Linked DNA regions of Mus musculus: regions 1, 2, 3, 4, 5 and 6 are each linked to region 7. Evidence: chromatin contacts called from public ChIA-PET, Hi-C and HiChIP or PLAC-seq data. All regions are on one chromosome and are shown on one strand. Each heading gives the region's core, a stretch centred on a gene start, on an enhancer-like site or on the middle of the called end of the contact. The rest is flanking DNA. Distances are from core to core; before and after follow the strand shown.

Region 1 (2,711 bases), core at 184-2,683, 320 kb after region 7:
CCAGGGCATGCCCCACTCCCAGAAGTTAGTTGACCAACACAAGATGAACCCCATGTCTTTGTGGGCTGGGGAGCTTTTGTTTTGTTTTATTTTATTTTGTTTGGGCTTTTTTTTTTCATCTTATTGGTTTTTTGTTTATTTTGATTTTTGTCTTTTGTTTTCTTGTTTTGAGAGAGACAGAGAACATGTCTCTGGGTGAGTAGGTAGGTAAAGAGGATAGGAAAGGAATTGGGGGGAGGGGAAACATGATAAAAAAAATACTGTATTAAAAAAGTATATAAAAAAGGAAAGCTATGCCCCCCCAGTCAGTTGATCCAAAATATAGCTTATAAATATACAGATATACACAGAACCTTGTCATAATAATACTGACTAGGAAAAGGCCAAATTAATCCCCTAGGGAAAATGCTGATTTTTTGTTTGTTTGTTTGTTTAAATAGGAAACTGAACTTCCTTCAAAAGAGACGATCGGCGTGTCCCATACTAAAGCTTCATTATCACACTCCATAGGCTCCCAGGTTCTGACACATGGCATATGGGAATGGTGGGCCTTGTCCTGCATGTGAGCAAACTCTAACAGCATGGGACCACCACCATGTTACCAGAGTTAGGTCAGAGGCTGGGTCCCAATTGCCCTTCCCCCTACCCCACCTCGAGACACACACACACACACACACACACACACACACACACACACACAGAGCCAAGTACAGCCACCTATCCGCAGTGGTCTAACTAAAGATATATGTGAGAGTAGAAAACAGAAAGGGGGATTCACTCAAGGTGTTGTAGTGAAGAGTGTGACCCCCCTCTTAAGACTTGCAAAGTGACCCGACAAGTTGTCAGTGATATGAAAAAGAGAGAGAGAGAAAGAGAGAGAGATCTCCCTCTAGCTGGCTTCTCCCATCAGGAAAATGCTGAGGAAAATCCATTTTCGTGGGGTTCATAATCTCAACAGCCTGATAGTCAAACGCGGCTGGCACAAGATTCTATTTAGAGTCCTTTCGTTCCCGCCGGGAGGGTTACAATAAAACAAACTTAGAGTGCCAAAGAAACGTTCAGAACAAGCCAGCTCTCTGCCCCAGGAGAGACCAGAAGCAAAGAAGAGAGCAAATGAACACCTTAGTCTAACAACCCAGAGAGAGGACTACTGTCCTGCAAGCCAGGGTCTTCCCCGCACAAAGAAGGGCGAGAGAAGAGCTGCGCCAAAGGTAGATGCAGCCTGGCTTCGGGAACCATCCCTAAATCGGGGGCCATGTGCCGGTCGCTTCCCTGTCTTCCCAGGCTGCTGGGAGAAGAACGCAGCCTGGCATCACTGCTCAGAGCTCACATGTTCAGCAAAGTTCCTCCACCTACTCAGATCTTAAACATAGAAACAAGGGCCTACAAAATGGTATTTTAATTTCTGTCAGAACCAAAGCCACACTGTCTGAATAAGGCAGTTACAGCAGCGCTCCGCACATGAAAAGAACAGTACCATCCCCAACACCTACTGGCCGATTTGCATAACCGTGCAACAAAAAACCGCCTTTGTGGACGCAAAGCCAATGTGAGCAGCGCCACCTCGCGGCACCGTGAAGAGCTGCGAGTGGCATGCTAGAGGCTTCATTCCCAGGAGTGATTCGTCTCCGCGGAAATGAAGATCACCAAACTAGAAAACCCACAGTGGAATCTGAGCTCCTTCCGACTTTAATGTAACGCTCAATTTTAACTGGAAATCTTGCGTTTTGATTTGTTAAAAGCTGGGACCTACACTTGCTCTACCTGACCAGTGCCCACTCCAGAAGCCAGGTATTCACTTGCACAGCAAAGTCTTCCAGTTAATTCTGAGACAACCCACATCGAGTAATGGGTGGGAAGACCCTCTATTCTATGAGGCATAAGACTTAGGGGAGGGGCGGCGCGAGGGTGGAAGAGTAGAGAGACCCGAAAGCCATCGAGAGGAGCTAGGAGGAAAGTCAGTAAACCTGCCAAGCAAGAATGGGGGTCCTGCAGTTAGAGCCAGACACTGTCATGACCCAGATATAATGCAGGTGCCCGTGAATGGGGAGTGTAGAGAGAAGAGAGCCCCTGGGACTCACGGGCCAGTCAGTGTAACCAAAAAGGCAAGCTCCTACTTCAGTGAGAGACCCTGTCTCAAAACTACAAAATTGGAAGACTTGAGTTGTCAAACTCTGGCATACACACGTGTGAACACACAGACACACGTACGCGCATATAGAAACACTAAATGTCAGATGATGGAAGAGTACGAAGAAAAGATGATCAATTCTGAAGGAAGCGTTACTTCCTTCTAGTGGTGTTCAGAGTCAATGCGCCTGGGCTCAGAAGAGTCACAAGTGCATGCCATGACTTGTCCAGAAAGCTGGGCCCCACCACCAAGGCGATTAATCCTTTCTTTAGGGAAGGGATTATTAAAATGGGCTCATGTTCCAACTATCTAGTACAAAAGAAAAACATCCCATTGTATCCTATCACCCGCAGGTCTGGCTCATTATTAGGTGGGTCTGGGCCCGCCCTTTCCCAGCACAGTGGCCGCTGAGAGCTCACACACACCTTTGCAGTGGACCGCGATGGCCCCCTCGGTGTTCTCACAGATGTTCAGGAATCTCCGCACGATGTTATCGCTGGGGGTGCTGCCGTCTATGAAGAACAGGTCATAGTGCTCGAAGCCAGCGTCTGTGAAGCGCTTCGCCTCGTAGATCTTTTTG
Region 2 (2,700 bases), core at 69-2,568, 410 kb before region 7:
GGCCATCACTGGAAAGAGAGGCCCATTGGACACGCAAACTTTATATGCCCCAGTACAGGGGAATGCCAGGGCCAAAAAGTGGGAGTGGGTGGTTAGGGGAGTGGGGGTTGAGGGGGGCATGGGGGACTTTTGGGATAGCATTGGAAATGTAATTGAGGAAAATACGTAATAAAAAAATATTTAAAGAAAAACAGAAAAAGAAACAGTCTCAGATACAACCCAAGTTTACTAAGTCAGAGTCTCAAAGGTTGAGGGAAAGACACATATCGGAACTACCACAGGTAATTCTGCTCAATAACCCCCAAACAGAAAGCTGTCTTCTAGTGTCTGTTAATGAGCAGAAGTCAGATGGCTGCAGATGGGGTACTTATGTCCAAGACACATCCCCACCAGTTGCCATTAAATCCTTAGAACAACTCTCATATGAGTTACAAAAGAACCTAACCATGTCTGTTTTCCCTCCTCTATGACTTTTATTCAAACCGAGCAGACAATAGTCAAGTGCCATCCACAGCCTCCAGAGATCTACAGTTCTGGCCAGGTGTAAATATGATCTTTCAAGAGACCTGGCTCTTACAGCAAGGACTCAGGGGCCTTCTTGATGTAGCATCTCAAGGACTCCTGTCTTACCCTCTGTCTCTGATTGGCCTCAACTCGTCAAGTTACAAGGAAGAAATGCTTTCGGTTTAACCTCAAGAAACAAGTGTGTTTAAAGACACAGATATGGAGAATAGAATTGAGTCTGTGATCAGGAGACATATGCCTACGTCTGGAGTTTTATCTCAGTGTGTAGTCAGAGCCTAGCTGTAAACATCTCAGGTTTGGGTAGACACTGAGTCACTCCATCTCCTTAATGTGCTGCCTGCCTGCAGCCCAGATCTCTCTTGCTGACCCATTCTTTACTGCTTCTGCCCTCTCTCCTAAACCCAAAGTAGATTATTTTTTCTAAGCTTTCTGAGACATCTGGGATTGTTGGTGATGGCTGAGAGAATCACTCAAGGAAAATCAATCAGATCAGCTTTTACTGGCTGTCTGGTTGTGCAAATGACTTTCCTTTCCTTGGACTTGGGAATAGCTAAGAGCTCAAGTGGCTTTGTCAATATGATACTCCTTTGTTCCCAAGCTGCATTGAGTCCTCATTTGTATTGTGCTGGAAATCAAGCATTCTCCACATGACTTGAATTCCTAGGGCATCTCTCTTTTTAACCAGGGTCACCAGGAGTTCCCTCAAAAAAGGCTGTTGTCAATCAGGTTAGGTCTGTTCCCAGGTGTTGCCGTTGCTGTTCCTTTCTCTACCACGTGGTGGCACTGTTCTCTGGCTGCTTCTCGCCTGCACCTGAATGTAGACATGAAACGTCCATCTACTACTCTAATCATGTGACGAATCCACCCAGTATCATACTTTTTTATTTTGTTTTGGTTTTCGAGACAGGATTTCTCTGTATAGCTCTGGGTGTCCTGGAACTCACTTTGTAGACCAGGCTGGCCTCGAACTCAGAAATCCGCCTGCCTCTGCCTCCCGAGTGCTGGGATTAAAGGCGTGTGCCACCACGCCCGGCTGTATCATACTTTTAATGGTAGCCTTTTCTCTGATTTTCTCCCTCTTCCCGACTTCTGTATCTGAGTAAGAGGCTGTTTATGAATATTTAGACTCGGCCATCACTGGGAAGAGAGGCCCCTTGGTATTGCAAACTTACATGCCCCAGTACAGGGGAATGCCAGGGCCAAGAAGTGGGAGTGGGTGGGTAGGGGATCAGGGAGGGGGGAGGGTATAGGAAACTTTGGGGGTAGCATTTGAAATGTAAATAAAGAAAATATCTAATAAAAAAGAATATTTAGACTCATCTGCCTGTATTAAAAAGAGCCTCTTCCACAGGAATCATAAACCAGGACCAAGAACAGTGCCAGCTCTTTCCCTCATTATAAAGACTGGCTTCTTGGGGATAACCTTAGTCCATAGTCATGTTTGCATCTCCTCCCTGCTCAGGAAACACCCAGATAAATCAGATGGGACCACTGATGTCTCCATTCCAGCAGATGTCCATGTGGGTTTCACCACCTCCTTCCTAGGCAGAAGACCAGGTTGTGGGAACAGACCTGCTGCTGAATTCTTATGCCATGCCTGCTGGGTACAGATCAGTTTCTTCCAGAAAGTTTCAGTGTTCTCAACTATGGAATGAGGATAGTAATTCTTAACCGGAAGGCTGGCCAGGATGTGATTGCCAATATAATACACAGAAGGTAAGTTCTTTCCTTAGGGATTACAAGGGTGGGAGTAAAATCTCCTGAGTATTTTTAAATACAAATTTAAATATCAAGACCTAGTGTTATTTAGACTACTAGATTAAGTAAGGGAAGACCATGTCATACAGAGACCCAAGATCCAAGGCTGTTGTCCATCCATCCCTAGAATCTTCCAGTTTCCTTTTAGTCCAGTTGCTTCCCACTGTATCTGCACTGCAGCCAAGAAATAAAGGAAAAGGACGAAGTGGAAACGGTACCTCCCTTTAAGGACTCACAGAAGTCTCCCAGAATACGTTTTCTTCATATTTGTAACTCAGTAGCAGCCAGATCCAAAGATGCTAGTTGGTCCGGGAGGCTATTGGGTATCCAGTTAGAAATACTACTAGTTTAAAGGAAGGGGAGAGTAGCATTGATGGGAAGTGACAGCTCTAGCCATGTCACTAATGGGGAGGTTTG
Region 3 (2,700 bases), core at 62-2,561, 480 kb after region 7:
TTGTGAGCCACCATGTGGTTGCTGGGATTTGAACTCGGGACCTTTAGAAGAGCAGTCAGTGTTCTTAACCGCTGAGCCATCCCCCCCCCCTTTTTTAAAGATTGAACTTTTCAAAGAATAAATAAAAATGCTTTTAAAAGTATTGTTACTGTGGCTAGCTTTACAGGTCACTGTTTTAGAATGTCCAAGTAGGACTGCATAGAACAGACATGACCACCCCAACGAGGCTATGGTAACTGATGGAACTTAGGGCAAATCTTTCCAGTAGATAAAAACATCTTTGTAAAAACAGTTGTCCTGACTTATTGGGCCAAAACGAAATGCTATTGAAATAGAGCTCTGTAAGTAGGCACTGGACTCTTGTCACTTTTCCTCACGGTATGATTGAACATCTGACAAGAACATCTTAAGGGAGGAAGGGTCTGTTGTGGCTTACAGCTTGAAGGTGCAGTCCATCGTGTGATGTCAGGACAGCAAATGTGCAAGGCAGTTGGTCGGATAGTGTCCACAGTCAGGACTGATCAGTGATAAACACTGGTGCTCAGCTTGCTTCTCCTTTGTACTCTGTTGGAATTCCATCCAGCCCATGGGGTTGTGTGGCTTACACTTAAGCTTGTTCTTCCCACTGCAATTAGTCCAGTCTGAAAACACCTCTGTCTTAGGGGTTCTATAGCTGTGATAAAATACCACCACTAAAGCAACCTGGGGAAGAAAGGGTCTATTTGGCTTATGCTTCCACTTTGTAGTCCATCACTGAAGAAAGTCTGGACAGAGAGCCAAGCAGGGCAGGATGCTGGAGGCAGGAGCTGACACACAGGCCCATGCTGCGCACTGGCTTGCTCCCCATGGTTTGCTCAGCTTGCTTTCTTATAGAACCCAGGATCACCAGCTCAGAGGTGGCACCATGCCCCGTGGGCTGGACCCTCCCTAATCAGTCACTAATTAAGAAAATACTCTACAGATGGATCCTATGGAGGCATTCTCTCAAGTGAACTTGCCTCCTTTTAGATGACTCTAGCTTGCGCCAAGTTGACACAAAACTATCCAGGACACTGTCATGGCCACCCAGAAGTGCATTTCCATGGTGGTTCTAAATCCAGTCAAGATGGCAACGTTATCCATCACAGATGTTGAATGGTCAAGAAGATAGATCTGGCTGTTTGCTGTCTCTTAGCTCCAAGCACACCTTTCAAAACTCTGTTTCATGGGTGAGATGCTGTTTTATCATTTCCAGACTTCCTTAACACACGGCTTCCAGTTAGGGCTTCTGAAAAAGGGAAGGCCTGGGTGGAAAGGGGAAGAAGGTAAAAGAGAAAGGGCTTTCCCCCACTTCCAGTTCCTCTCGGGGCTGTTGTAGTAGCAGTGGCAGTGGTGGGGTTCTTCAGCCTGATTCCCTCCCTGACACACCTTTGCTATGTTTCTTTAACAGTAGGAAATTGGATCATTTTTTAGCTCTGGCTACTTCAATGTCTCTCCTTTGCTCCAGTAACTACATCTCTAGTTCTGAGTAGAAGATCACCTGCTTGCAATATCAGATAATAGAAGAGCTTACAACATATTGGGAATAGGCAAGACCGAAATTAGCATTTTGATCCTGGTTGACTTTGGGGACCATTAAAACACATTTGTAAAGAAGACTCAGCAGAAACGTCATGAGTAAACCTGATGGACAGTTGCCTCAGTTTCTACCCGTGAACTCATGCCTCTCAAACTCTTTCAGGCTAATACTCTGCCTGTATCTAGCCATCAGTCGGTTAAAGTTACTACAGTTCACAGCAGTCCAGACATTTCTGTCCTCTGACTTCCTGCTCAGATACTGTAGAGTGCTTGAACGTTGCATATGTTAAATCAACTGTACATACTGCTACCCAATTTTAACCACAGAAGATGCTTGCCAGGGTCAGAATAGGAAAGGAAGAGGTTATATCATTGCTGGAAGAGGAAATGCTGATTTGAAAGTCTCCAGAGTGGGGATGTGGCTCAGTGGTGGAGCTACCTTCCCTGGGATCAATGCCTGGCACAGAGAAATAAGATTGTGTGTGTGTGTGTGTGTGTGTGTGTGTGTGTGTGTGTGTATTTACTACTATATAATTACCACCAGGCAGTAGAATCTGCCTTCTTCTATGCTCTTAACTTGCTTTGTGTTGCTTTGATAGAATACTGACCAAAACCAACTATGCAAGAAAGGGCTTATCTGGTTTACATTTCCGCATAACTGAAGGAAGTTAGAACAGAGATTTAATCAGGAACCTGGAGGCAGGAACTGAAATGAAGCAGATACCATGGAAGAATGCTTCCTCATCAGATACCGTGGAAGACTGTTTCTTCATGGCTTGCTCCCCATGGCTTTTTCAGTTTACTTTTATACAGGCGAGGACCACAAGCCTAGAGGTGACAATGCCCAGTGTGCTGTGCCCTCCCACATCAATCTTTAGTGAAGGAAATGTCCCCTCTGACTTACGCATGGGTCAATCTGATAGAGGCAAGGCCTCAACTGATAACTTCTTTCCAGGTAAATTTAGCTTGTGTTAACAAAAGCACTAGGCAGCACACCCACATTGTTGACATCTACAAAGACCACAGATTATCTTTTCCTTTCACAATCACTTTTAATGTTCATTTTAATCTGAACATGGAGGGGACAGGGGAGAAATCCTGGTTCTTTCTCTCTTCTTTGTAAGCAGAATCTACTTTGGGTGA
Region 4 (2,700 bases), core at 194-2,693, 300 kb after region 7:
CTCCCCACCCATGCACCCCACATACAGATAGATAGATAGATAGATAGATAGATAGATAGATAGATAGATAGATAGATGTTTTAAAAAGAAAGAAAAGATAGGTCTACGAGATATGTGTTCAATGCAGGAACAAATGGACAAAGAATGTTGGTGTTAGGGAGGTAGATGCCTCCGGGGGAAAACTCACCTCTCCAATCCTTTCTGTGCTTTGTAATTTGGATAAATTTGCACCAATAGACATATCATCCAGGGTAGAAATAATTTTTGTAATACTTCCCTCACTGGATGGTCTATTTTTTAGTTTGGATCTAAAAATGTCTCCTTGGACCCACAATGATGCTTGTTTTCTGGAAAGAGAGAGAGGATAAAATATTTAAGATAAACAATGGTCATCTTCCCAATGCTATGATATCTTAACAAGAAAGATATTAACAAAATATTTAACAACTAGACTAGAAAGGGGAAATATACCATTACATTTCTAAGTAAACTAAATATTTCTAAATAGATGAGTTTTTTTTTTAAATATGAACAATAGCTCAGAAATCCATCCACACCAGTTCACTAACAAGTCAGGCTCTATCTGTCTTCTATCTTAGAAGCTAACCCTCAAATCGTACTTTTGAAGCCTAGGATATATAAGCCAATGCTGTTAGGATAGCATAGAGTCACAGTTGATCTTCTATACCAGCTGTGAAAACAGGGATTTAAAACAACCTTCGTATTTCTTTCCTTTGTGCAAATGTTTAGAAAAGCGTAGCCTAGGCTCTTAAATGTTGGTATCTTCAAAGCATCCTGCCCTCACTCGTGTATCTTCCCAGCCTTCTACTTCAGGCCGACATGGATCAGAACCCTTATCTGATGCTTGACTCTTATGGGTTTCCAGCAGTAGTAAGAAATAGCAGAGTCCTTGACAGGGAATGTATAGGTCTGGAGACGGCTGATGAATTCATACAGGAAGAAGACCCAGGAACTGTTGCTCTCAGGGAAAGGTTCTGCCTTGTCACGCATTCAGACAAATTCTTCAAATACATGAAACACACAGACAGGAGGATTTAAGAATAAAGACCGAGCTGGACGGCATTGGCCCAAGCCTTGAACACCAGGAGGCAGAGGAAGTTGGAGCTCTGTGAGTTCAAGGCCAGCCTGATCTACAGAGCAAGTTCCAGGACAGCTAGGGCTGCACAGAGAAAAACTGTCTTGAAAAACTTAAAATGGATGGATGGATAGATAGATAGATAGATAGATAGATAGATAGATAGATAGCAGAATCCTTGTCCCTTAAGAAATTCCTACTTTAATAAGGGAGAAGTGAACAGCTGAGATCCAGCACGTTGAGGCCCTGTGACCGAGGCTCAGACAAGATCCAAGGCAAAGGGGCCCAGCCCTATCTAAAGAAATCAGACATTCCCTATGAGCTCAGAAGCCAAGTGTCTGTGTGCACATGCATCCACTCACATGTATGCACATACACACCTTTCTCTTTCTTCTCTGTTTCTCTCTCTCTGTGTGTCTCTCTGCTTATCTCTCTCCTCTCCCTCTCCCTCCCTCCCTCTCTCTCTCTCCCTCTTCCTCTCTCTTTTTCTCTCCTCTTCTCTCTCCCTCCCCCATAAGAAAGGAAGTCTTCCATTAAATACAATGTCATGTTACAAGGCAGCGGTTGCATGTCCCACCTTCTAAAGGTCATGTATGCTGGTGATGGCCAGCCTATACATCCAGGTTTGTAAAGTGCACCAGACGCCAGAATTGCCTACAGATACATTTCTCAGCATGCATTCCTGTCCTTAAACAATGCTGGGCCCTATCTGGAAAGATAAAGCAGGACTCATCCAGCCGAGATCATACCTCACCTCACCCCACTCCACCCCCAAACAAGCACAAGCTAAGGAAACTGCATACAGAACACAGCACTGGCTAATTCGGCTGAGCTTGGGGAAACGTCCTTTCTGATGATGGATCTCAGGTGCCGTGCTAAGATATTTAAATGTGATGCCCCAAATGCAGACATTGTGGTAGCGTCTTTAGGGATTTAAGAGAAAACAAAATGAAGTGGGAACAAAGGCTAAAGGAACTAAAGTGAAAAGGAATGTCAAATTCAACCATAGGTTATGAGCTGAAGAGCCGGCGCGTGCTGACAGCCCTAGGGTGAAAATTGCCAAGTGACAACTTCCACTTGCTTGGTTTCAAAGACTCAACCTGCCCCGTCTCTGGAAAGACTTGATCTAAACCTGAATATTAAAGATGAATAAGGTGTCAGAGCTGAAGCAAGTGTTGCTAAGCAATGATGTACGCAACTGCTTCTTGAGCAAAAGGAAGCGGCCTTTCACATAGAGAGATACCTAGCCACAGACGACATTCATCGCAGCAGCTTCTGTAGCACTGTCTGTCTCGCCTTAAAAGCCTCCTCTCAAACAAAAGAAGTAAAATGTGTCTTCTAAAGCATTTAACGTTGAAAACTTGGTTCTTGTAAAGCTAACACATCTATTGAAAGCCAATCTTCCAACATTATAGCACATTTTCCAAGAGCAAGAAATGGCTGGCCCTTCACTAAAAGATGCCGTGCTTGGGAGCAGCAACAGGAAGAGACTTGTCTCCATCTGGATGCAGCCTTTTGGGAGACGTGGCCAGGGTTGGGGTGATTGTGTGGGGCCACATCCTAGCCCAAATTAGTCAGATTTCAGCTAGACCTATGTGCCATAT
Region 5 (2,700 bases), core at 40-2,539, 340 kb after region 7:
AGTGGTGTCCTGTTGGCAAGATATGTTAGAGCAATGCTGGCCCAAATCTTGTGGGAGTCACCAACGAATATCTGGTTTGCCTTAAGGGCTACTCCACAAGACTGAGCCCAACCCAAAACTGGTTGGGTGACTAAGGACCTGGGATTAGATAGCCTAGGGACCTAGGAGAAAACCAAACACCACTGTTCAACAAAAAGGCCATAAAATGATTCCTGGTGACCTGCTGTATTACTAGATCGGTGCGATCATCAGCAGGGCTTCCTCCTACAGCATGTGGGAACAAACACAGAGACCCACTGACAGACAACGGGGCACTCCAGTGGAAGGAGTCTAAGAGCCAGAGAATGAAAAGAGCGAGAAGGCCAAGAAGACAAGGACTGAAGCACATACGAACTCACAGAGACTGGGGCAGCTTGCACACGGCCTGGACGGCTCTGCCCCACTGGGTCACCACGCTAAAGGAAGAAGTGGACACACGCTCCCATTCTTAACCCAGAACAAGCTCCCATTGAGAACCACTTGCAAATGTAAACTCAGTTTTCTCCAAGGGAGTCTGTCTCATGGGGGAAGCAAACAACCTTAAGGGCAGGCGTCATGTCTATCAGCAGATGGCCAACAGAGGCTCTACAGGTTCCTTGCTCTCTCTCCTCTCCCCCAACCCCATTTTCTTTCTTTATTTTTATTTTATTCTATTCTATTTTATTTAGACATATTCTATCTTCTTTCTTTTTACCCTACAGGTCCTTTAAGTATATATTATGGCTTCCAATTTAGTGTTTTTAAGGATTCCTGATTGCACAACCCAGCAGATCTCTGTGTCTCGTCTCTTTGTGCCTTTTCTTGGGCCCCTTTTCTTGTGTTTATTTGGTTTTTCCCTATTCCTATGTGTTAGATTTTCTTTTCTCTTATTATATGTCATCTCATTTTATATTATTCTATTATTATCCCTTCAAAGGAAGGGGGCGGGTCCAGATGGGAGGAGAACCCGGGGATGATCAACATATGTTATGTGAGGGGTAAAGAAGAAATCTATTTTCAATAAAGTGGGAAGGTTCCTATGAAAAGATCCATCCTGAATATCCCAAATCATTCCCAGTGAGTCTCACAATTGCAGTCAGCAACACAATTTTGCTTTGAAATCTGCGAGCCCATCCCTGGACTAAGGCTTTGTTGCCTGAAACGCTGGCTCTTTCACGGTTCACCAAATGACCAGGCTCCCTGGAGCCGTGCAAACAGCAAGACGCATTATGACAAGGAGTGCCTGGGCCACAGATTGTCACCAAAGTGACCCTTTCTTCAATTACTCATCGAGCACACGCTGATGGCACGCCCACCACGGCTCTGTGTTTCATGACCTTCTCTTTGATAGTCTGTGTGATGGGATAGACGGTCCACGTACAGAAAAGGAAGGAATTTGACAACAAAGCTTTCTAGACAGCCACCCAAACCCACAGCTCTGCTTCTAGCCCCTGGGTTCTTATTAATTCACGTAAAGGCAGGAGGACCACATTGTCACCAGGTCCTATTTATTGTCTCTGCTGATTTGTAAGAATCACACAGCACTGCCTGTGTAAGATACAGTAGCTGCCTCAACAACATGGTGTGGAAGGCAGAGGGATGATCCACTAGGTTTCTGTTTCAGTGTTTGTTTGCTCTGTGTGGTAGGTAGTGTTTGTGCTTGCTGTTCTCCATCCCCCAGGCCTGAATCACTCTTGTTAAGCAAATGTCTTTAGCAGTTAATGGTGTATTTAGTGGTATATCCTCCATGTTCAGACACTTGGGGCAGAGGTCCAGCACTTGGGGCTCTTTGGAGATGGCATCTGAAACATTTTATTTGGAGGTTCATTATAAGAGGACAAAATTACTCCCACACAGTTAGGTCCATGACCTTAAAAGACTCCTACACAAGGGAGGGGTTTATAAGATACACTCGTCATTAGCTTCAGAGTAAACCACGACAACTCACACACTATAGCTATGTGCATATGTGCATGAGATCAGAGTAAAACACCTCCACTCACACTACAGCTATATGATATATGTATGAGATGGGGTCTTCTTAGGAGTGGTTTTATCTCTACAAAGAAGTATTAAACTATAAGCACTCTTCTCTGTCCTTCTAAAAACTAAATGATAGGAAGCATTCCAAGAGAAGTTTAAGTCAATTCACTTGTTATAATGACCACTATGTGGTACACACACACACACACACACACACACACACACACACGTTTAAAGCAGTCTTGTCCATTATAAATGCACTGCCTTCTAATTTATGGGGTTGCTTTCTTTTCTTTCTTTCTAAAATGAAAAGGTTCTTTTGCTACTACTCACAGAGAGAGAGAGAGAGAGAGAGAGAGAGAGAGAGAGAGAGAGAGAGAGAGAGAGAGAAAGAGAGAAAGAATTTAAACAAGAAGATTTAAACAATAGCCTGTAAAATTATACTAAACGTATTAACCTTAAAGACAGACATAGAGGTTTCTGAACTTAAAGACTTCTATACAAGAACACAGAATATGTTTTTCCTCAAAGCCATGTCCTATGCACAGGAAATTTGTATCTAGTAAGGAAATTAAAGATGTAAATGGCCTTGATGAAAGGAAAATAGGCATAAATTGTAAAACATGAAACTCAGGGGACAGGAGATTCCAGAGTAGAGATCTGGTTTCCACAGAGTCTGCAAGAACATGAAATGAAGGA
Region 6 (2,700 bases), core at 114-2,613, 340 kb before region 7:
ACAGCAATGTGGAAGTGTAAGCTGAATAAACCCTTCCTCCCCAACTTGCTTCTTGGACATGATGTTTGTGCAGGAATAGAAACCCTGACTAAGACAGGGATGCAGTCTATATGACAAAATACATGACAGGTATCTGCTAAGTGTTCTCAAGAAAAACGAGACATGGTGATGAACACCTGTAATTCCAGCACTCCTAAGGTTCAGATAGGAGGATCAGAAATTTGAGACTAGTCTGGGCTATATGGGAAGATACTGACATTAAAAGAATTTTTTAAGTCCCTATGATGTGCTACATTGTAAGGAAAATTTAAAACTATGGTGAATGTCATATAAAAACTAAGTGAAAAGATTAATAAAATGTACTAGATAGAGCCAGGTGTGGTGGCACACAACCTTAACCCCACTTAACCCCAGCACTTGGGAGGCAGAGGCAGGAGGATCTCTGAGTTCAAGGACAGCCTGGTTTACTTAGTTCCAGGACAGTCAAGGCTACTCAGAGAAACTCTGTCTTGAAACACACACACACACACACACACACACACACACACACACACACACAAATACCACCACCACTAAATGTACTAGATAAAAGAATGAGAAGAGACAGAACTAGAACTGTATATCATTGGCTTTTTTCTGGAACAAATAAATATAGAGTAAAATCATTGTTCTAATTTCATCCTGTTGCTGAGACAAATGCCAAAACAACTTTGGGGACGAGAGGATTTGATGTCAATTCGCACTCTGGGGTAACAGTCCGTCACCAAAGGAAGTCAAAGCAGAAACCTGAAGGAGAAACCATGGAGTCGGACTGCCTTCCTGGCTTTCTCAGCTAGCTTTCTTATACAGTCCAGACCCGCCTGCCTAGGGGATGGCACTACCCAGAGTGGGCTAAGCCCTCACACACACATCATCAAACAAAACAGTCCTTCATCAACATGGCTACAGAACAAGCTGAGCTGAGCTATTCCTCAGTTGAGGTTCCCTCTTCCCAGCTTACTCTAGCTTGTGTCACAACCACCTAGCTAAAAATTGTCTCCAGGAGGCTTGTAGGCTTCATTTCTGACCCCATCTTCCTTTTCCATATCCTTTCTATTTCCATTTATGCCAAGGCTTTGAGTCATCTTAGTTAAACCTCTGTCTTAGCTACTTCTCTATTGCTATGACTACACACCAGGTTCGAGGCAACATATAAAAGAAAGCACTTAATTTAGGGACTCATGGTCCAGAGGCATGGAATCTATGAAAATCATGGCAAGAAGCATAGCAACAGGCAAGCAGGCAGGGCACTGGAGCAGTAGCTGGGAGCTTACATCTGCTCTGAAAGCATGTGAGGCAGGGTGAGAGGAGACAGAGAAAGAGATAGAGAAAGCTAATTGAGATGTCACAAGCTACTGAAACCTCAAAAGCCACATCCACTGAGATACCTCCTCCAAGGAGGCCACACCTCCTAGTTCTTTCAAACAGCTCCACCAACTATAGAGTGACCACTGAAATAGACAAGCCTATGAGGGCCTCATTAAAAAAAATGAATTTATGAAATTCCTAGGCAAATGGATGGACCTGGAGGGTATCATCCTGAATGAGGTAACCCAATCACAAAGGAACTCGCACAATATGTACTCACTGATAAGTGGATATTAGCCCAGAAACTTAGGATACCCAAGATATAAGATACAACTTGCCAAACGCATGAAATTCAAGAAGAACGAAGACCAAAGTGTGGACACTTTACCCTTTCTTAGAAATGGGAACAAAACACCCATGGAAGGAGTTACAGAGACAAAATTTGGAGCTGTGACGAAAGGATGGACCATCTAGTGATTGCCATATGCAGGGATCCATCCCATAATCAGCTTCCAAATGCTGACACCATTGCATACACTAGCAAGATTTTGCTGAAAGGACCCAGATATAGCTCTCTCTTGTGAGACTATGCCGGGGCCTAGCAAACACAGAAGTGGATGATCACAGTCAGCTATTGGATGGGTCACACGGCCCCCAATGGAGGAGCTAGAGAAATTACCCAAGGAGCTAAAGGGAACTGCAACCCTATAGGTGGAACAACAATATGAACTAACCAGTACCCCGGAGCTCTTGTCTCTAGCTGCGTATGTATCAAAAGATGGCCTAGTCGGCCATCACTGCAAAGAGAGGCCCATTGGACTTGCAAACTTTATATGCCCCAGTACAGGGGAACGCCAGGGCCAAAAAGGGGGAGTGGGTGGGTAGGGGATTAGGGGGGTGGGTATGGGGGACCTTTGGGATAGCATTGAAAATGTAAACGAGGAAAATACCTAATAAAAAAATCTCTTTCAAATCACAAGCCCCACCCACAACCTTAGGCCTCCACGGGCCTTGCTCAAGAGCTGTTGTTGTCAGAACTCATACTACACAGACTTGTTCACATGCATAAGTGTGTGGGAGATATAATTCTCCAGGTCCCTCTGTTTGACCGTCTTCTGACTACTTTTCCCATTCCATACCACAGGCTCCTAAACTCTCAACCCCACAACTACAGCCCTGGCACTTTCAGAGTCTATCTGCAGCCAGATTTGCTTACACTGTCTTAGCAGCCCATTGTCTCCTTGTCTGGAGCTCTACACAGCTTTCCTGGTGAATCCTGAAGAAGATCATTCCCTGTTGAGCGCCACACTTGACAGTCAGGGTAAAACTTCAAGATGAGGCATAGCTCAGTGG
Region 7 (2,700 bases), core at 159-2,658:
CCTCTTTTATCGATTCTTAGAAGGGAATAAAATCTAGAAATGGAGTTAGCACACTTCAGAAGTGTGCTCATTCTGTTATTTGCAGAGCAGTTTCACAAGCCCAGAAGTTATCCCACAGCAAATACTTAAATTCCAGTGACTTTACTTCCTTAGCGACACCGGACTCTCTTCGACCCAAATCTTGACACCATAAAACAAAAACAAACAAACAAAAAAGCCCAAAGGTGACACCAAAGCCTTCAAGTCAAAATGGCATTCTCAGAAAACTGTATGGGATTTTCTACTGCAGTAAAGATACAAGGAAAATCCTAAGACAGTTTCACTGGAAAAGAGAATGGCATATGCTTTGCCAACGGTCTCTTCACAAACCTCTTCAAAAGTCATTCAAAGGCAATCATAAATTTAACAGGGCCATTCAGATCTTTCTCTCTCAGAATCTTAGGAGTGAAATCCAAAAAAAAAAAAAAAAAAAAAAAAAAAAGCCACACCCACAGGTAGGTTAGCTAACAGGATCCTCTCATTTTTCCTGAGGCATAGCTAAGGCAAGCTGTTAAAGAGATTCATTGCATCTGCCAAATAAAAAAGTAAAAAAAAAATATGAGGAGGGGGCCTGTTTGTCAGTTCTGTTTAATGGAGTTGCAGGAAATGAGAGTCCCCGATCTTAGAACTGCAGCCCTTCCCTTTTGGTGAGAGTACGCTGAGAGCAACTCAGCAAAAGTGGTAGTGGCAAAGGTAAGACGTGAACCTGCCGGTAAGGAGCTACGTGGCACTAAGCAAATAGTGGCTTGTCTCCCTCACCCTCTGCTTCCGCCCCAATCATCTTCCCCTTTGGTTACCAGTTGCTCCAGATGCCGTAGAGTAGTTCCACAAAAGCGAAAGAGAGGTTCAGGCACAGGAAGAAAAACAGGTTCCGGGATGTCTTGTCCGACAGGATGGACCTGGGCACGATACAGGTGATCAGAAGCAAGCAGGAGCCAAGGGGGTTGCGGGGACCCCTCAAAACCCACCCAGTCCGCATGCTCGTTCCACCACAGCAGGAGGGTGACGCTCCCATGCTGGACCTCAGGCCATCCTTAGCACCCAGCTTTGTCTCAGCATCCCGGGCAGCCCCCTCCCAGCAATCACAGCACCCCGCACCTAAACCAGCCTGAGATCTTGCCGAACAGATTGAACTTGGGTGGTTTGTATTCATCATCCTTGATGGACAGGGGCAACATCTTCTCCACCCGGCGAAGGGCCGGGTCTCCGTCCCTCTAGAAGTGACTCGGTATGGTGGCGGCAGTGACAGCGGTGACGCTTCAAACGCGGACCCCAAAGCGCTTGACCGCCGCGGCACCGCCGCGAGACACAGACACAGACACACACCCGGGAATTCGAGGACTTCCGGCCCGGGCCGCGCAACGCGTCCTGGGACGGGAAAGCGGGAGGCGGGGGCGGGGACTCCGGCAGGGGAGGGGCTTACGGGGAGGAGGCGGGGCTTGGGGGCTGCGGAAAGTCCGAGCTGAAAGCTTGGGGATCTATCTCTAGCTGAGCTAGGGGTCCTATCTCCTGAACTCACGAAAGATACCCCTGCTGGCTCTCTGCAGACGTGGCTGACTGGTTCAGGGCCCGCTGTCACCCACCCAGATCGCCCATCACTATCGTCCCCGGATGCAGTGCAGCCCGCTCCTGCTCCTTCAGCATTAACCCCCTAAAGGACCTCAAATCCCCGCTGTGCCTTAGGCAGCATCACTGAAAAGCCCAGGCGGCCACGTGCTGCGCCGCCACTGCACGGGATGTGCGAGAATGGCTTCCCGAGGTCAACGCTAAGGGAGTCCACCCCCACCCGCGGAAACCGTCACGCGGGACGCGATCGTTGAGTGCTTTGCAAAAGAAACACTTAAAGGTATTTTAAAACGTCCTTTAGGAAGAGGGCCATAGACTATGGCCTTGAGGTCCGCTTCTTGCTGTTTCTCCCCTGCAACCTCATTCGGTTGTAGCCCTGAAGGCAACCGCAGACAGGTTCCTTTAGCATCCTTGTCACCCCCAAGACAGTAGCTGTCACTATGGTCCATTTCAGGAGGTGCAGATACAAGCCTGTTGGGTGGGAGGCTGGGGATGAGCCTTGTGGGCCTGGGCTGGCTAGAGAGACACTCTCCAGCATCTTTCTAGGGGATTGTTTAGACAAGGTCAGCTGGCCGATCACGTGAATGATTAAAAGTTATTACCTAGAAGGGGAAACCCGGAAAGGGGGTCTGGTTTGGGGAGGTGGCTTGGAAACTACAAAACCGAGCTTCTTGGGAAAGCCTTTTTGCCTAACAGGAAGTGGAGCGTCACCCAAAGCGAGGGAGGGGTGGCCACTCAGGAACTGTCCCCTGCTCCAGGCACTCACTTTGCAGGCGGCGCATTTCCTAGGTTATCAATTGGACGGGCAGAGAGGTTGGAAGCCCGGTTTAGGAAAGGGGTGGAAAAGAGGCAAGCAAAGGAGACTCTCCTTTCGATTTATGCTAACCAAGCTGCAAATAAACCCGCTGGCCCCGCTGCAATCTTCTGCACTAGAGGTGAGGCAACTGTGAAATTCTCTTTCATTGATTTTATCTTTCCATTTGGGACCTCTGCTTGTTTTGCCCTCGTTCTTGGAACTTTGTGGGTAGGAAGGATTTATTCTGTAATTTAGATTTTTGAAAATAGATCTTGATTTTTTTTTAATGTTCCTCTTTA

What was found. Hi-C and Micro-C count contacts between places; a contact is called where the count stands out from the background. ChIA-PET counts read pairs in DNA pulled down with a chosen protein or histone mark. HiChIP or PLAC-seq counts read pairs in DNA pulled down with a chosen protein or histone mark.
Region 1: a Hi-C map of muscle stem cells shows a contact between it and region 7, with 3 times the contacts expected there. The contact joins the enhancer-like site here to the promoter of Slc30a7 in region 7. A contact is called at or near these places in 16 of 39 promoter capture datasets (Sertoli cells, cranial neural crest, embryonic stem cells and 9 more), 1 of 15 datasets of contacts at CTCF or cohesin (embryonic stem cells), 6 of 484 Hi-C or Micro-C datasets (bone marrow-derived macrophages, cerebral cortex, embryonic stem cells and 2 more), 43 of 115 datasets of contacts at active chromatin or transcription factors (the 230-238 cell line, CD8 T cells, the SCID.adh cell line and 29 more) and 4 of 9 other capture datasets (adipose tissue, liver, macrophages and 1 more).
Region 2: an H3K27ac HiChIP or PLAC-seq map of regulatory T cells shows a contact between it and region 7, with 9 times the contacts expected there. The contact joins the enhancer-like site here to the promoter of Slc30a7 in region 7. A contact is called at or near these places in 4 of 39 promoter capture datasets (the C10 cell line, liver and pre-B cells), 1 of 484 Hi-C or Micro-C datasets (effector CD8 T cells), 13 of 115 datasets of contacts at active chromatin or transcription factors (the 230-238 cell line, CD4 single positive thymocytes, the SCID.adh cell line and 10 more) and 2 of 9 other capture datasets (adipose tissue and liver).
Region 3: a contact with region 7 is called in an H3K4me3 HiChIP or PLAC-seq map of bone marrow-derived macrophages, with 4 times the contacts expected there. The contact joins the enhancer-like site here to the promoter of Slc30a7 in region 7. A contact is called at or near these places in 3 of 39 promoter capture datasets (cranial neural crest, embryonic stem cells and liver), 2 of 484 Hi-C or Micro-C datasets (the HPC-7 cell line and bone marrow-derived macrophages), 16 of 115 datasets of contacts at active chromatin or transcription factors (the 230-238 cell line, the NIH/3T3 cell line, bone marrow-derived dendritic cells and 10 more) and 4 of 9 other capture datasets (adipose tissue, liver, macrophages and 1 more).
Region 4: an H3K27ac HiChIP or PLAC-seq map of extraembryonic endoderm stem cells shows a contact between it and region 7. The contact joins the enhancer-like site here to the promoter of Slc30a7 in region 7. A contact is called at or near these places in 11 of 39 promoter capture datasets (cranial neural crest, embryonic stem cells, frontonasal cranial neural crest and 5 more), 1 of 484 Hi-C or Micro-C datasets (bone marrow-derived macrophages), 20 of 115 datasets of contacts at active chromatin or transcription factors (the 230-238 cell line, CD8 T cells, the SCID.adh cell line and 11 more) and 4 of 9 other capture datasets (adipose tissue, liver, macrophages and 1 more).
Region 5: a FOXA1 HiChIP or PLAC-seq map of pancreatic cancer cells shows a contact between it and region 7. The contact joins the enhancer-like site here to the promoter of Slc30a7 in region 7. A contact is called at or near these places in 8 of 39 promoter capture datasets (cranial neural crest, frontonasal cranial neural crest, hematopoietic stem and progenitor cells and 4 more), 1 of 484 Hi-C or Micro-C datasets (bone marrow-derived macrophages), 14 of 115 datasets of contacts at active chromatin or transcription factors (bone marrow-derived dendritic cells, bone marrow-derived macrophages, embryonic basal ganglia and 10 more) and 4 of 9 other capture datasets (adipose tissue, liver, macrophages and 1 more).
Region 6: a contact with region 7 is called in an RNA polymerase II ChIA-PET map of effector CD8 T cells, with 57 read pairs. The contact joins the enhancer-like site here to the promoter of Slc30a7 in region 7. A contact is called at or near these places in 12 of 39 promoter capture datasets (the 3T3-L1 cell line, the C10 cell line, the HPC-7 cell line and 8 more), 1 of 15 datasets of contacts at CTCF or cohesin (embryonic stem cells), 1 of 484 Hi-C or Micro-C datasets (nephron progenitors), 38 of 115 datasets of contacts at active chromatin or transcription factors (the 230-238 cell line, CD4 single positive thymocytes, CD8 T cells and 24 more) and 4 of 9 other capture datasets (adipose tissue, embryonic stem cells, liver and 1 more).

Annotation. Positions count from the first base shown.
Region 1 is chr3:116,325,923-116,328,633 of GRCm38.p6, forward strand. It overlaps Cdc14a (CDC14 cell division cycle 14A), which reads right to left. Exons shown (of 16, transcript NM_001080818.2): 9 at 2,557-2,711. Among named protein-coding and RNA genes, the nearest start is that of Gm46839, 69 kb to the left of the region's middle. Within about 2 kb of position 1,434, at least 35 of the 459 cell types and tissues checked have an H3K27ac peak or open chromatin away from gene starts, as enhancers often do. A contact at or near this core is called in cerebral cortex, muscle stem cells, neural stem cells and 1 more, where this site is marked.
Region 2 is chr3:115,595,458-115,598,157 of GRCm38.p6, forward strand. No RefSeq gene overlaps it. Among named protein-coding and RNA genes, the nearest start is that of Gm40124, 45 kb to the right of the region's middle. Within about 2 kb of position 1,319, at least 6 of the 459 cell types and tissues checked have an H3K27ac peak or open chromatin away from gene starts, as enhancers often do. A contact at or near this core is called in regulatory T cells, where this site is marked.
Region 3 is chr3:116,481,625-116,484,324 of GRCm38.p6, forward strand. No RefSeq gene overlaps it. Among named protein-coding and RNA genes, the nearest start is that of Rtca, 25 kb to the right of the region's middle. Within about 2 kb of position 1,312, at least 43 of the 459 cell types and tissues checked have an H3K27ac peak or open chromatin away from gene starts, as enhancers often do. A contact at or near this core is called in the HPC-7 cell line, bone marrow-derived dendritic cells and bone marrow-derived macrophages, where this site is marked.
Region 4 is chr3:116,307,953-116,310,652 of GRCm38.p6, forward strand. Cdc14a (CDC14 cell division cycle 14A) reads right to left here. Exons shown (of 16, transcript NM_001080818.2): 11 at 188-347. Among named protein-coding and RNA genes, the nearest start is that of Gm46839, 51 kb to the left of the region's middle. Within about 2 kb of position 1,444, at least 6 of the 459 cell types and tissues checked have an H3K27ac peak or open chromatin away from gene starts, as enhancers often do. A contact at or near this core is called in extraembryonic endoderm stem cells, where this site is marked.
Region 5 is chr3:116,344,167-116,346,866 of GRCm38.p6, forward strand. The region is part of intron 7 of Cdc14a (CDC14 cell division cycle 14A); the gene reads right to left. Among named protein-coding and RNA genes, the nearest start is that of Cdc14a, 79 kb to the right of the region's middle. Within about 2 kb of position 1,290, at least 15 of the 459 cell types and tissues checked have an H3K27ac peak or open chromatin away from gene starts, as enhancers often do. A contact at or near this core is called in pancreatic cancer cells, pancreatic islet and trophoblast stem cells, where this site is marked.
Region 6 is chr3:115,668,063-115,670,762 of GRCm38.p6, forward strand. No RefSeq gene overlaps it. Among named protein-coding and RNA genes, the nearest start is that of Gm40124, 28 kb to the left of the region's middle. Within about 2 kb of position 1,364, at least 29 of the 459 cell types and tissues checked have an H3K27ac peak or open chromatin away from gene starts, as enhancers often do. A contact at or near this core is called in CD8 T cells, the HPC-7 cell line, the SCID.adh cell line and 3 more, where this site is marked.
Region 7 is chr3:116,005,998-116,008,697 of GRCm38.p6, forward strand. It overlaps Slc30a7 (solute carrier family 30 (zinc transporter), member 7), which reads right to left and starts at 1,409. Exons shown (of 11, transcript NM_023214.7): 1 at 1,138-1,409; 2 at 837-938. The coding sequence starts at 1,217. It overlaps Extl2 (exostosin-like glycosyltransferase 2), which reads left to right and starts at 2,300. Exons shown (of 5, transcript NM_001163514.1): 1 at 2,300-2,540.